Linked DNA regions of Macaca mulatta: regions 1 and 3 are each linked to region 2. A link is a contact called in public Hi-C data. All regions are on one chromosome and are shown on one strand. Each heading gives the region's core, a stretch centred on a gene start, on an enhancer-like site or on the middle of the called end of the contact. The rest is flanking DNA. Distances are from core to core; before and after follow the strand shown. Region 1 holds the start of ACTR10 (actin related protein 10). Region 2 holds the start of PSMA3 (proteasome 20S subunit alpha 3). Region 3 holds the start of ARID4A (AT-rich interaction domain 4A).

Region 1 (4,785 bases), core at 1,684-4,183, 47 kb before region 2:
GTGAAACCTCTCTCTACAAAAAATACAAAAACTAGCCAGGCAAGGTGGCACACGCCTGCAGTCCCAGCTACTTGGGAAGGTGAGGCAGGAGAATAGCTTGAGCCCAGTCTGGAGTGCAGTGAGCCAAGGTTGCACCACTGCATGCCAGCCTGGATGACAGAGAGAGATTCTGTTAAAAAAAAAAAAAAAGGCCGGGTGCAGTGGCTCACACCTGTAATCCCAGCACTTTGGGAGGCCGAGGCGTGGTGGTACATGCCTGCAATCCCAGCTACTAGGGAGGTTGAGGCAGGAGACTCGCTTGAACCCAGGAGGCTGAGGTTGTGGTGAGCTGAGATCACGCCATTGCACTCCAGCCTGAGCCACAAGAGCGAAACTGTGCCTCAAAAAAAAAAAAAAAAAAAAAAAAAAAGGCTGGGCTGGGCGCGGTGTAATCCCAGCACTTTGAGAAGCCAAGGCAGGCGGATCACCTGAGGTTATGAGTTTGAGACCAGCCTGGCCAACATGGTGAAACCCCATCTTTACTAAAAATAAAAAAAATTAATAAAAATAAAAATAGCCGGGTGTGGTGACAGGCGCCTGTAATCCCAGCTGCTCGAGAGGCTGAGGCAGGAGAATCACTTGAACCCGGGGGACAGACGCTGCAGTGAGCTGAGATCGAACCTGGGCAACAGACTGAGACTCCAGCTCAAAAAAAAAAAGGAAAAAAAAAGACAAGAAAGGATCCTCCTCAAGAGCCTTCAAAGAGGGCATGACCTTGCTCTTGCTAACACCTTGATTTCTGACTTCTCACCTCCAGAAGTGTGAAAGAATAAATTTTTGTTGCCTCAAACCACCATTTGTGGTACTTTGTTACAGCAGTCCCTAGGAAACAAATACAGCTGGTGAGCTGTCATGGAAAACATAGAATGGGTAATAACAACACTTCATCATTTCAATAGTTTCAGAAACATAATTCCAAATTGATCCTTACAAATACCTTGTGAAGCAGCAGAACAGTTTACCGAAAGAAAGAAAGGATCCTCCTCAAGAGCCTTCAAAGAGGGCATGACCTTGCTCTTGCTGACACCTTGATTTCTGACTTCTCACCTCCAGAAGTGTGAAAGAATAAATTTTTGTTGCCTCAAACCACCATTTGTGGTACTTTGTTACAGCAGTCCCTAGGAAACAAATACAGCTGGTGAGCTGTCATGGAAAACATAGAATGGGTAATAACAACACTTCATCATTTCAATAGTTTCAGAAACATAATTCCAAATTGATCCTTACAAATACCTTGTGAAGCAGCAGAACAGTTTACCGATAAGGAAGTGGATGATCAGAGGTATTAGGGACTTGACAGAAAGTGGCAGAAACAGAATCTGAACCCAAGTGAGGGGTCCTATTCAAATACTCTGACCCTATTAAGCAAAAAATTTAATCTTTTCCCACATTTCTTACAGTTTTCTTCCCCATCATAACTCGAACTTCATCCTCCTAACTCCAGCAATTTGCTTTCAAGGAGGATCACTGATCAGTAATTTGGACTTAAACATGAATTTTACTAATATCGCATTCCAAATTTCTGCATTGTTACGGCATTAGTTTTTGTTATGGAAATAGCTTATCCCCAACTACCCCACTAACTCTTGTTACCAACCATTGGAGTAGGGCCTTTTTTTTTTTTTTTTTTTTTTTTTTGAGAGAGACAAGCTCTCACTCTGTTGTTGCCCAGGCTGGAGTGCAGCGGCACAATCCTGACTCACTACAGCCTTAGACTTCTTGGGCTTAAGGATCCTCCCGCTTTAGTGCTGGGACTACAGGTGTGAGCCACTGCGCTCGGATAGTTGGGACCATCTTAATACAGTATAACCTCATCTTAACTTGATTGCATCTGCCAATAATCTATTTCCAAATAGGGTCACTTTCTGAGGTTCCCAGTGGACAAGAATTTTGGAGGGACGTTCAACCCAGTACATCAGCTAAATGTTGCTATTCCTCACCGATTTACCCTTGAACCTCTTTTCTTATTGTAGAGCCTCTCCTTTGACAGTCTTTTCCACTCCTATGCATAGATACAGTTAGAGCTAATATTTGCAGAAAAAAATATTTTCACAGAAAGCTGTGAACTGACAAAGATGTAAACAGTAATGTAAACGTTAAAAGTAACGACAAAAATAGCAATTACTTTTGCACCAACCTAATAGAGGCCTTTGCTTCAATGCTCCTTCTACTAAACCATCCCGACCGCTCCTCCATAGATAGATTCAAGATTCACGATGCTACTTTAGCTTAATTCTGGAGTAAAATAAAAACTTTCAGAAAGACTACTAACTAAAGCATGGTCTGTACGTATTATTCTCTAAAGCATCAGTAGCATAGGCTTTGCAATTAGGAAGTCTGCGGGTTTGCTCCTGGCTCTACCGTGGGACGCCGGGAAAGTTAATCTCTCTGAGCGTCGGTTCCCACGGATAAGAAAACACATATTCTTGGTATTTCTTGAGAAGATTAAATATTACGCAAAACGCCTAGCACAGAATAGGGGCTCAGCATCTTTTGCCCCCAAGAGCGTGAATCAGAGCTTCGGGTTTGCGTCGTCTCTCGTGGACCCCTGCACCGCCAGGTCCTCAGGGACCTTTTCACAGTGAGCTGAGACCGAACCTCTTCACAGCCGCGCGTGGGTGCGGCTTTGGGGCGTGGTGGGCGGGAATGACAGGGAGGCTGGCTCCGCCCCCTCGGGGCGCCCGGCGCGCCTGATCGCCGCGGCCTCCGCACACCCGCACTCGGATTCGCGCCTGCCAGCGCCTCTTTTCCCCTAGTCCTGGAGACGGCCGCACCTGCGAGTTTTGGTCCAACGCGGGGTGAGGCACAGCCTGGGACAGCCCGGGTCCGGCGCACCGCCGCCGCTCGTGGCCCCCGCCGTCGCCGACGCCCGAGCGCCGGAGCCCCGGCCCCGCCCCCCGAGCGCCGAAGCTTGTTCGCGGCGGAGCCTGCGACCCTCTTCTCTCAGTCTTCCTTCCTACCATGCCGCTCTACGAGGGCCTAGGGAGCGGCGGAGAGAAGACGGCGGTCGTGATCGACCTGGGAGAGGCCTTTACCAAGTGAGTGGCCGTGACGCCAGCTGTGTTCGACCCGAGGGGAGGGCGGGTGGCCGAGCCCCAGGCACTGCCTGGGTCCTCATCGCCGACTTGCTGGGCAGCTCCGGGCCTTCCCTTTTCTTCAACCAGCGCCCTTGTAAATAACAACCCTTATTATTTCCTCCATGGGCAATGCGAATTCGAGGATCGGGGTCTGACTCCCAAAGAGGCCCAGGAAGCTTCGATTGAATTGCCCTCGTCGCCGCCCCTTGTCATCACCCCAAACCCAACAAACCCTTTGGAATCATCTGGGTAGGGGGTGACAACCGTGACCTAGACCCCGCTTACCCTGGGCTCATCAGATGAGGAAGGCAGCCAACGGAATGTAAATGTTCTATGACGAATTTCATCATAAAATATTGAACGGAGCTTATTTTGGTGCTGAAAATGCAAAGATTATTAAGACAGGGCTATCGCTCCTCAAGAATTAGGGAGACTGGGCACATTAAGAGGTGAAACCCTACAGATAACACTCTGGAAATCCTTTGTTGGCTCCCCTAAACTCTAAGGTTAGCTTTGACATGTTTTAAACAAACCAGCGTGTAAACACTAGAGAGGAGTTTCTCGACCCTTCGGATGGCATAGTTCTCTTTAATGGCTGGATGAAAACCACAAATGCACAAACCCTAAGATATTTACACACAGTTTCAGGGAATTGGCAGACAGTCATTGTGGTCCTGGGACTCCAGATTAAGAGTCTTTGTGATGGGCTCAACAGAGAGGGAAGTAACAGGCAATTACATGATATATGTGTTTATGAAAATGAAACATTTGAAAAATCTTTTTGTATCTCTAGGCACTTCCTGACGTATAGTAGGTATTTAATAACTGTTTATTCACTAAGTGTTTAAAAGAGCCTATTTAAAAATTGGACCTCAGGAACTCCAGAATTGGATTAAACATAGTCCTTGGTTAATGACATTCTCTTATTGTTTTATGCAAGACCCTTCCTTATGTATATTTTCTTATAAAAATTATTTTGAAAGCAAAATAATTTGAGGCTTCTATTCAAAGATAATTATTTTGGCCGTACTTGGAAGAAATAAGCAAAAAGCTATATTTGAATAATACAGCAGGAGGATGATAAGATAAATATATGAAGTAAAAAAAAGAAATTGAAGTCTAATGGCTTGCATTCTGAGATGTTTGAGGAGCACTGATGCAAGTAAACATGGAGATGGGAATAGGAGGAGATGGAGATAATTATTTGGGAATACGAGGAGAGCAGTACCAAAAACTAGACAGGACAAGAAGACAGGGTGTTAAGACTAAACTAGTATGATGATCATTTTTAGCAACGTTTTTAGCAAAATTTTGTTCTACTAACATGAAACAAAACTGGAAATAGCTAAATACTCAAGAGCATCATTTTTAAAATAATGAAATATGCAGTTTTAAAAATGATACTGTAATCCCAGCACTTTGGAAAGCTGAGGCGGGCCGATCACTTGAGCCCAGGAGTTCGAGACCAGCCTGGGCAACATGAGGAAACCCAGCTCTACAAAAAATGCAAGGTTTAACCGGCCATAGTGTTGTGCCTGAAATCCTAGCACTTTGGAAGGCCAAGGGGGAAGGATCGCTTGAGCCTGGGAGGCGGAGGCTGCAGTGAGCTGAGTTTGTGCCACTGCACTCCAGCCTGGGCGACAGAGCGAGACCTTGCCCCCCCCCCAAA
Region 2 (4,826 bases), core at 2,216-4,715:
ACTACCACGCCCAGCTAATTTTTGTATTTTCAGTAGAGACAGCGTTTCACCATGTTGGTCAGGCTGGTCTCGTACTCCTGACATCAGGTGACCTGCCTGCCTTGGCCTCCCAAAGTGCTGGGATTACAGGCATAAGCCACCGCGCCCGGCCGAAAGAGCCCCCAAATTCTTAATTATTAATAAATATTGAGTGCACTAGGTGCTCAAATAGTGTTTATCACACACAGGTAATGATGTTAATTAAAAGATTAACTGGATACCTAAACAAGTTTTGAGTACTTATGGTTTACCTCCAAGGCCAACCCTTCTGCAACTATTAACCTTTAGCTTTCTTCACCCCTTTCTTGAACTATCGTGGTCTAAATCGGAACTCCCCAGGAAAGAATTGCAATTAGAGGCCAGGTGCAGTGGCTCAGGCTTGTAATCCCAGAATTTTGGAAGGCCAAGGAGGGCGAATCACCTGAGGTCAGGAGTGTGCGCTCAGTCTGGCCAACATGGTGAAACCCAGTCTCTACTAAAAATACAAATATTAGCGGGGCATGGTGGTGCACACCTGTAATCCTATCTACGCGGGCTGTTGAAGCAGAAGAATCGCTTGAACCCCGGGGGGTCAGAGGTTGCAGTGAGCAGAGATCATGCCACTGCACTCCAGCCTGGGTGACAGAGCAAGATTCAGTCTCAAAAAAAAAAAAAAAAAGAATTACAACTGGAATGTTTTAACGAGGGTTAGGTAAATTAAGTGGCCAGTCTTCCAAGTAATTCAAGTCCTTTTATCTATCAATTTGTTCAAAAATAAAAACATCAATTGTAATGCTTCATTCGCAGGAAAAAGCAATTGAAATTCCTTTTTCCCCCTTACTTTCTATATCCAATTCTGCAAACCCTATGTCTTAGCCCATATTCTGCTGCTATAACAGAATACCACAGACTAGGTAATAACAAACAAGAAAAGTTTATTTGGCTCACGGTTTTAGAAGTTCAAGAGTATGGCACTGATACCTGGCAAGGGCCTTGTGCTGTATTATCCCACGACAGAGGATCAGAAGAGCAAGCGAATATGTGAGACAGAGAGCTGAAATCCAGTGAAATTCATCCTTGTATTAGGAACCCACTCCCAAGATAACTAACCCATTCTAGAAATGACATTCATCCACAGTGCCCTCATGATCTAATCACCTCTTACAGGCCCCACATGGCAATACCATTACATTGGCAATTAAATTTCGACACGTGTTTTGAAGAGGACATTCAAACCATAGCACCCTACACATCTGAAATCCATCCACACATTTCCACCTCCACTGCCACCACTTTAGTCCAAATCACTCTCCATTACTGCTAGCTCACAAAAGTGCAATAACTTTCCAACTAGTATCCCTGTTTCTCTTCTTTCCCTTAGCTATCATTCTTCACACAGAAATAAGAGCTCATTTAATGATTTAAATCAAATCATATAATTCTCCTGCTTTAAAAACTCCTGATAACCTCACAGTAGAAAACCAGTAATAAATGTGAAAGGAATGACGGAATTAGAAAATCACCATTTGGCAACCATTGTAATAATAAATTCAAACAAGAATCATCAGATATTAGAATTAATGAGTGAAATGTTGAGGCGTAAACAGGACGTGTACATATTCTCAAAGTATTTCCTCACAAGATACTAATTACAAAGGTAAAAGTAGAAACATTATCAGGGATAAATCTTCAGCCAGTGATCAAAGTTAACATTATCAGCAATAAAACAACTAACATCATGTCCCTAATACAATGCTCTGACATGAATGAATACAAGGTCATTTCTGTAGTATTCCTGCCACAAATGCATCACTTTAATCAAATAACAACAAAAAAATCAAACCTAAATTAAGGAATATTCTACAAAATAAATGGTTTGTATTCTTCGAAAATCTTCATGTCATGATAACTGAAGAAATACTGCTGGGCGCAGTGGCTCACGCCTGTAATCCCAGCACTTTGGGAGGCCAAGGCGGGCGGGTCACAAGGTCAGCAGATCGAGACCATCCTGGCTAACACGGTGAAACCCCGTCTCTACTAAAAAATACAAAAAATTAACTGGGCGTGGTGGCGGGCGCCTGTAGTCCCAGCTACTCGGGAAGCCGAGGGAGGAGAATGGCGTGAACCCGGGAGGCGGAGCTTGCAGTGAGCGGGAGATCGCGCCACTGCACTCCAGCCTGGGCGACAGAGCGAAACTCCGTCTCAAAAACAAACAAACAAAAAAACCTGAAGAAATACTAAGCAGCTATTTTCCAGACTAAAGCAGACAACTGAATGCAAGGTGTGATCTTGGATTTTCTTTAGCTATGAAGGACTTTATAGGGAAAATTACCGCCCCCAAAAAAGAAAGTTGATAGATCACAGTATTGCTAGTTTTCTAATTTTCACAATAATACTGTGTCTATGTAAAATAATGCTCCTGTGTTGGGGGGGAAATACACACTGACGTATTAATATTTAGGAGTAAAAAAAGGCTGATGCCCTATTTACAATCGGATTAAAATTCAAACCACTTCAAGATTTGCTGTCATGTGCACTTGTTCTCTTCCCGTCACTCTTCCCCACTTAATGAGGGGTCACTCTGACGTGACAGTTCCTAGCGCAAGCCAAGTTTTTTTACTGTTCCCTCAACCACTCTTTTGTTATCCTATTTTAAATATCACTCACTTAGAAAGTCATTCCCTGAGCACACTGCCTAAAGTTAGTACCTCCATTCTCTATTAAAGCACTCTTCCTTCTTACTATTTTGCTTATTTATCGTTATCTATTTCTTCCTACTGAATGTAAATTCCATTAGAAACGGTGGTATGTTCTGTTTACAGTTTTTTCTTGAACACGTGGAATACATTAGCGCTCAATAAATATCTTTAATCAGACATATCTTTAACTCTACCAAAAAGCGTTATACTCATAGAAAGAGTACTAATACTTGTGTAAAATTCCAAGCTGAATTCAAAGACGATACCCTTGAAGCGAAACTTCCCGAGAGCCTGGCATAAGAAGGTGAGGTGGATGCCATCAAGATTCTAGGTCAGGATGGGGACGCGGAGGAAGACAGGTTACTTCGCCCCTACTGCTTTTTCTATTCTTTGTGAGTATACGAGCATCTCTCCCTTTTGCTTAAAGACAGAATACAGTGACGAGGAGGGAATAATAATATAAAAAGATAAATAATAATTCCTAGGAAAGGAATAGAGCAGCTTCTCAGATAAAACGACGCCAAAAACTCAAAGTACGTGAACTAAAGGCGGAGCCTTTGCTTTCCCCAACCCCGCCTCTATTGCTTCTGAACATGCGCGCCGCCAGCCTCTAGCGTCCCGCTTCTTTCCCACAATACTCCTGGTCCTGGGGGCCGGAGCCGCGGAACGAGCCACAGAGAAAAAGGTTATTGGTTGGCGATGCAGCCAATGAGCGGGTCTGTTACTAGTTTGCGGCATCCTGTGGTGTAGGGGAAGCGCTCTAGGCCTGGAATCCTTACGCGTCCAGTTGGGTTTAGCACGATGAGCTCCATCGGCACCGGGGTGAGTTTGCTGTCTCTGGGTGTGATAGTTTAACCTAAGGCTTGGGGTTGAAGGGAACTGGGACAGACCACAAGGGTTTCGCGGACCTGGGGTGCTCTAAGACCGCCTTCGGCTGGGTGGGCCACTTGCAGCTGTTTGGAGACCGGTCGTCTTTATCCCCTATATGCTAGGCCTGCGTCTCAGGTGACCATGACTCCTGAAGCTTTTCAGCCCAGGTGTAGCTGGCTTGGCGTCGCCGCGGTGAGGTTTGGAGCAGCTTTGGATTGCTGAGTCACTTTCTTCAGCCACTTAGGGAAACCGAAAGTGGAAACTCGTGGGGCTTGAAATAGTGTGTTCTCTTGAGAACCACCGAGGCAGTGAGATTTGGGATTCCACGGTCTGGAGATCGTGCTTTCTGTGGACTGCGTTTGCAGTTCCCAGGTTGCTGCTGATTCACGGGCCTTCTCTGTCTTTAAGTGTGCAGATCATCGACCGCTCAGTTTAAGAGTCACTGGAAACCCTGTCGGAACAGAACTAATAAAAATGATCTGAATAACTAAATCTGATGAATCCTTCAGTTTTTCCTTTGTCCTTGTTTTTCCTATACAAAGTACCTAACAGCACTTGTAGGCATTTATCCCGTAAACGTTTAAGTGGTTACTTAGGAACTTAACAGCTTCAGACTTTTGATAGACTGTTGAGGATTTTGCAGTGGGACTTGTTAACTTGTTTGGTTTTCCTTTGTTAAACGTATGTATATGTGCAGTTTACTCCTTTTATGTACTCTATATAGAAAATACAGTTTCTACAAGATTTATTGGTTATTTGCACTAGAGTTACTGAATAATGAGTTTCTCAGTTCCTCAATTTCTACTTAACAAGATTCTCATGCTCAGCCTTAAGTTCAAGTACTGGTGTTCTAAATTTGATAATAGGCAATTTATGTCTGGAATGGTTTAATCCATTCGGTTATGAATGCTAAAGTTCTGCCATACTTTTCTTAGATAAGTAAATGCTCAATAATCTTGTAGCAAACTGACTTTGCAATTATATTATTACCTTCAATTAATAGTATTTCATTCTACAAACCTTTTAAAGAATACTTGATAATATAACCATGTGGGATATTTTAGTAACAATGGTAGGGTTAATGATCTGGGTTTAACAGATCAGGAGGCCGGGCGCGGTGGCTCAAGCCTGTAATCCCAGCACTTTGGGAGGCCGAGACGGGTGGATCACGAGGTCAGGAGATCGAGACCATCCTGGCTAACACGGTGAAACCCCGTCTCTACTAAAAAAATACAAAAA
Region 3 (4,851 bases), core at 832-3,331, 55 kb after region 2:
AGCTCTTTTAAAAAACTTCACTCCTACGAGATTGCGCCACTGCACTCCAGCCTGGATGACAGAGAGACTCTGTCTCAAAAACAAAACAAAACAAAACCAAAAAACCTGCTTCACTCCTAAACACTCCTATTTACAAGATCTTTTCTATATAAGAAATTTTTAAATAGGCGGGGGCGGGGAGGAATCTCAAAAATACGCATAATGTTTTATGATAAAAACATTAGGTACTTCAAAGTCCAGAAATAAGAACCACGAAAATGGGTAAACAAGTCCATAAGGATGTCCTAATTTTCCGATTTCATTCTAAAATATTACACCAGGAAGCTAATTACAGACTCATTTGAATCTGACCTAACAAAACATCTTTCAACTACCCTTTTTTCCATTCTAGTATTCCTTTACTAATCCACATAAAGTTTTTCCAGGTGGTCTCCCGCAATTCTAAGGATTTTTAGACATTATGACTCACCTCAGTAATCACCGAGATGTTCTGTTTTTTTTCAGCACGACTGCCAAAAAACCCAGTCACTGTTAAGTCACACAATCATTTTCTAGTCTTGGGCCCCACCAATACAGCAGCAGGGTTTAAAACAGAGGTACTGAGGGTAACTATTGGGATCTATCCAGTATGACTAGGTCACTCACTAGAAATGCCAACATGCCTTTCACTTTTTTATGAATACTTTTGAGCAAAATCACTGTTACGAATAAAAAACTGATTCTGCTTAGTTTTCTTACTGAGAAATCTTAGTCCACGTGGATTACGGACGCTATGTCACATTTAAAAAATTACTCCATTCTATAAAACAACTAGCCAATTTATACTCCAATTCCACTATTTAAAAATATGTTTCGTTTAACAGAATACAAAATGTTAACAGAACAAGACCAACGTCTATCTTATCGGGGACGTCCTTTTAAGATGTTTTCAGTCCCTGCACAACCAATCTTTCCTTTCAAAAAGCAGCATAAGCCTCGCGCAGAGTGACACAGACGCTTGTCTAAGGTCACAGAAGCACCGTCTGTGCTGGCAAGTAAATTCCTCAGCATCCAAAAAGCCAGCGCTTTCTCCAGTTTCCTCATAGCTTTTTCGCGTGAGGAGCACGCGGAAACCTCTACCCATGCAGAATGTTTCCAAGAATCACTTCTGACCTGTCTTAACTAAGGAGACTCCCATAGTTTGTGCCAATCAGGTGGAGAATATGGCAAGTATCCAAAATGCACTTCCAAAGACAGGAAAGACTGCTCAGACAGAGGCAGAATTCAGAAAATCTCTCACATTCTCGAAAGCCCGAAAAAGCACCGCCAAGAAAGACTTTTGCCTCTCCTCCACCTCTTTCTCTCGGCGGGAGAGGAAGCCTCGCCCCCATTCATCCCGCCCCTTCTCCCCACCCCGCCGCAAGGAGAACTTTTACCATGGCTTCCTGCGGCCCCTTCACTTCCGGTGCCGGTGCCGCTAGGGCTGCGCCATCCCCCCCAGTCAATCGGACAACCATAGCCTCCAACTGACCTTTCTGACAGCTCTGAGACTCCTCCGGCCAAGACTAGGTGCTGTCCTGGAGGAAACGGTGGAGGACGGACGCACAAAAACCAATCTACCTGATGAAAACTCCGTTCCCTTCTTGCCAGAAACATAAAATGCGATGGAGCTACGGCGACCGCTGCCGAGACAAAATGGCGCCGAGAACCTGGTTTAGCGCAGGCGCCTTGGAAAGACCCTGCCCCGCCCCCGTGCAAGCCCCTGGCTGCAATTCTGGGTTCCGTTTCCATGGGACACTCCGCCGCCAATCCTCGTGCCGAACTGCTCTTCCTGACCCCTCAATTCACCAATCAGTGCCCAGTCAAGCACATCCGGAGTCGTCTCTACCAATCATTTCTCAAGACTTGCTTACTCAATAACCAACTCTCCAATAACGTTGGTCTTCGGAAAAAGCCAATCATAAGTGGAAGATGTCCTACCTGCTGTTTTTCGCACCAATCCATGAAGTTTCAGAGCTACATCCAATGAGGACGGCAGGTAGCGAGGTCCTATCCGAAGCTCTTCGGCGTCATGAACAGCCAATAGGAGTTCGTGTAGAAGCGAGTCTGCTCAACAGCTTGTTATTCGGTGGATTGTGGCAGTAAATCGGGGCGAGTGGGGAACCGGGCGCAGGAACTGCAGCCGCGGTTGGGAGTGGTGCTGCCCGGACGGGGGCCCACGGAGGTCAGAGGGGAGGAGGACTCTGGAGCTGACAGTGCGCACTTCACCCGCAGTTGGTAGGCGGGGAGAGGGGAATCGGGGGATACTGAATGGATGAAGCGGCAGTGGCAGCAGCTGCTGCTGCCCGGGGTCCCGGTGCAGTTGGAAGCTTCGGAGGTGGGGAGAGGGATGCTAGGCAAGTGGCGCGGCGAGCGCAAGAGAAGGGGCCAGCCATGGAGCAGCGGCAGCAACTGCAGGAACCGCCGCCGCAGCTGCAGCCGCCTCGTCCGCTTCCCCGGGTTCCCGGGAAAATGGCTGTGGGGCTGGCCGCGCCGCTAAGTTTGCTTCCGCGCCGTGAGGAGCGGGCTGCTTGGGGGAGCCGTTCCCCAACTCCGCGGCGCGTCCACCTCTGCGGAGTCCGTGGCAGGACTCGAGGGGCTGCGAGCTGATACGTCTCTGGGCTGTACAAAAAGTTGAGGCGGGCGCTGGGAGGAGGCAGCGGCTGCTGCGGTGCGGCTCCCCTCCCCTCCCACACCCTGTCCGGGCCACCTCCCCTCCTCCTCCCCTCAGTCCCCCGCCCCCTCCCCCGCGCGGGTCTCCCGGGGCTCTGGCGGCTCCCGGCTGAAGGCCGCGGCCCCTGCCCCTTTGGGTGAAGGAGCGCTTCTCCTTCCTGATATGGTGCAGAGCAAAGGAAGGAGAGCAATGGCGCCGTGACACTCCGCTGCCGCCACCGCGGGCCCGGGGCGGGCCGAGGGGGCCGAGCAGCGGAGGCGGGGCGCGGGCCGAAGTCGGGGTATCCAGGGGACAGCGGTGCGGAGGCTCGGCGGTCGCCTCCGCGGGGGACCTGGGGAAGCCCGAACGGCGCCCTGCCCTTTTCCGGAGCTATCTGTCCTGGGGCTCCGAGTTCAGCATTCCGGGTCAAAGTGGCCAGCGAGGCGGGGGCGCGGTGGGCCTCTGGCAAGCTCCGGGGCGGAACGGGCTGCCCTTTGGCGCGCGTGGGGTTCTCGTTGCCCCCTCCGCTCCTGCATCCTGGCTGCCCTCAGAAGGGGTCTTGTTCCTTGGCTGGTGAGGATTCTGCCCCTCCCCGCTGGCGTTTGTTTACTTTCTTTCCCTTGGTCGCTCCCCGCAGTTGACTGATTCTGTCTGTGCCTCTTTCCCCCTCCCCGTAGTTCTAGCGACTGCGACGATAGCTCGCTGAGCTGGAACCCCACAGATCACCAACAAAAATGAAGGTAAGTGGAGTCAACGCTGCCCCGATCCTCGCGCCTTGGACACTGCCAGTCGTAAGGCTAGTGCCGTGGAATGTCATTTGTTTTGCTCCTCAAAATTGATGTTCCTACTGATCAGCAGTTTCGGCATAGGAGGATGTGTTGAATGGGTGAGAAATGATCTGTGTGTCTAAATGCGGAGTTTGGGCCCTCTCTGTGGCAGTACTTTGGAAAGGCTGGTGCAGCCTTTCAATTGTTGTCCATTCGGATAGTATTTTTAAACACTTCCTGTGTTGGCAGCAACCTTTGCAGAAGTAAAGCTTTTGTCCTGCTTTGGTTCTTTGGGGGATTTTTCGAAAATTTTTTTCTTCCTCAGTGCCAATGCGATTTTGTAAAAGAAAGAGTACGTGGATTAAGTAATTAAGTAAAGAAGGTGTCATTTCTTCTGTGTGTAAAGTGAACTTATGTGGCTAAAATATTTGAAGTTGAACTATAATAATAGTTTCAGTTAAATCTTTCCAGTAAATATTTTAAAACATATACTTATTCTAAAAAGATACATATTCTACTGAGGATGACTGCAAATATCAATATGTGGATGGTTAAAGGGAAAGGATCTCATATAGCATTCTTGAATGCTGTGGCCATTGAATGTTTCAGGTCAGATTTTTATTTGCCAAAAGCATTCCTATTCAATTTGTATTTTTTGTAAACGTTCTTAAAAGGTAGCCAATTCCTGTCTTATTTACTGTTTCAGTATATTAAGCTCTGAAATATAGCATTTTCCCAAACTTTCTCATGGTTTTCTATTTTCTCCAAGTAAATGACATATTTAACATTCTTTAATATTACTTGGGAAAACTTATTAGAAAACAAAAAATCATTTTCTACTTAAAAACGTTATCTCCAAAGTGTACACTGTTAACTTTGCACTTAACAATGTTAAGTTGAACTTGTATGGATACACTTTAACTTCTGAAAAAAAAAAAGGTAAAATGACAGATTGAGATAGCAATCATCCTGTTACTGTAAAGATTAAAATGAATGGTAGAGTGAAATTTCTTGCATCATTCTATGTATCATTCTGGTCATGTCCATTTGCTGAAAGTAGATGTTTCTTAGTAACGCTTGTTTTTTTATACTAGGAAGATCAGTGTGGTAAACTAGGTACGTCTACAGATCTTGAACCATCGGTTCATATCTGCATTCATCAGCTGAATTCAGACTTAAAACCTTTCAAATGCAGGTTTTAGCAAATGAATTTTCCAAATTGATACTCTCCTTATGAAAAGATGTTACCTTTATGTACCTTTGTCAATAAACAATTATATATTGTTAGTGTTAATGTTAGTAGCAATATTTATTTTAATTTGCAAAATTTCAGGAAGCTCTAAATGAATAACTTAGTTTTATGATATGTGTAATATGAAATATTTTTTCTGATTTTTTTATTTTTCTGCTTAT

The links. A called contact is a pair of places that touch in the nucleus more often than the background predicts.
Region 1: a contact with region 2 is called in a Hi-C map of liver, with 5 times the contacts expected there. The contact joins the promoter of ACTR10 here to the promoter of PSMA3 in region 2. A contact is called at or near these places in 4 of 14 Hi-C or Micro-C datasets (CD4 T cells, blood, fetal cortex germinal zone and 1 more).
Region 3: a contact with region 2 is called in a Hi-C map of cortical neurons, with 4 times the contacts expected there. The contact joins the promoter of ARID4A here to the promoter of PSMA3 in region 2. A contact is called at or near these places in 4 of 14 Hi-C or Micro-C datasets (blood, cortical neurons, fetal cortex germinal zone and 1 more).

The regions. Positions count from the first base shown.
Region 1 is chr7:131,319,366-131,324,150 of T2T-MMU8v2.0, forward strand. It overlaps ACTR10 (actin related protein 10), which reads left to right and starts at 2,934. Exons shown (of 12, transcript XM_028851568.2): 1 at 2,934-3,077. The coding sequence starts at 3,001.
Region 2 is chr7:131,365,587-131,370,412 of T2T-MMU8v2.0, forward strand. It overlaps PSMA3 (proteasome 20S subunit alpha 3), which reads left to right and starts at 3,466. Exons shown (of 11, transcript NM_001260896.1): 1 at 3,466-3,539. The coding sequence starts at 3,519.
Region 3 is chr7:131,422,095-131,426,945 of T2T-MMU8v2.0, forward strand. It overlaps ARID4A (AT-rich interaction domain 4A), which reads left to right and starts at 2,082. Exons shown (of 24, transcript XM_015143784.3): 1 at 2,082-2,256; 2 at 3,349-3,411. The coding sequence starts at 3,406. It overlaps LOC144330261 (a long non-coding RNA gene), which reads right to left and starts at 1,682. Exons shown (of 4, transcript XR_013396282.1): 1 at 1,511-1,682.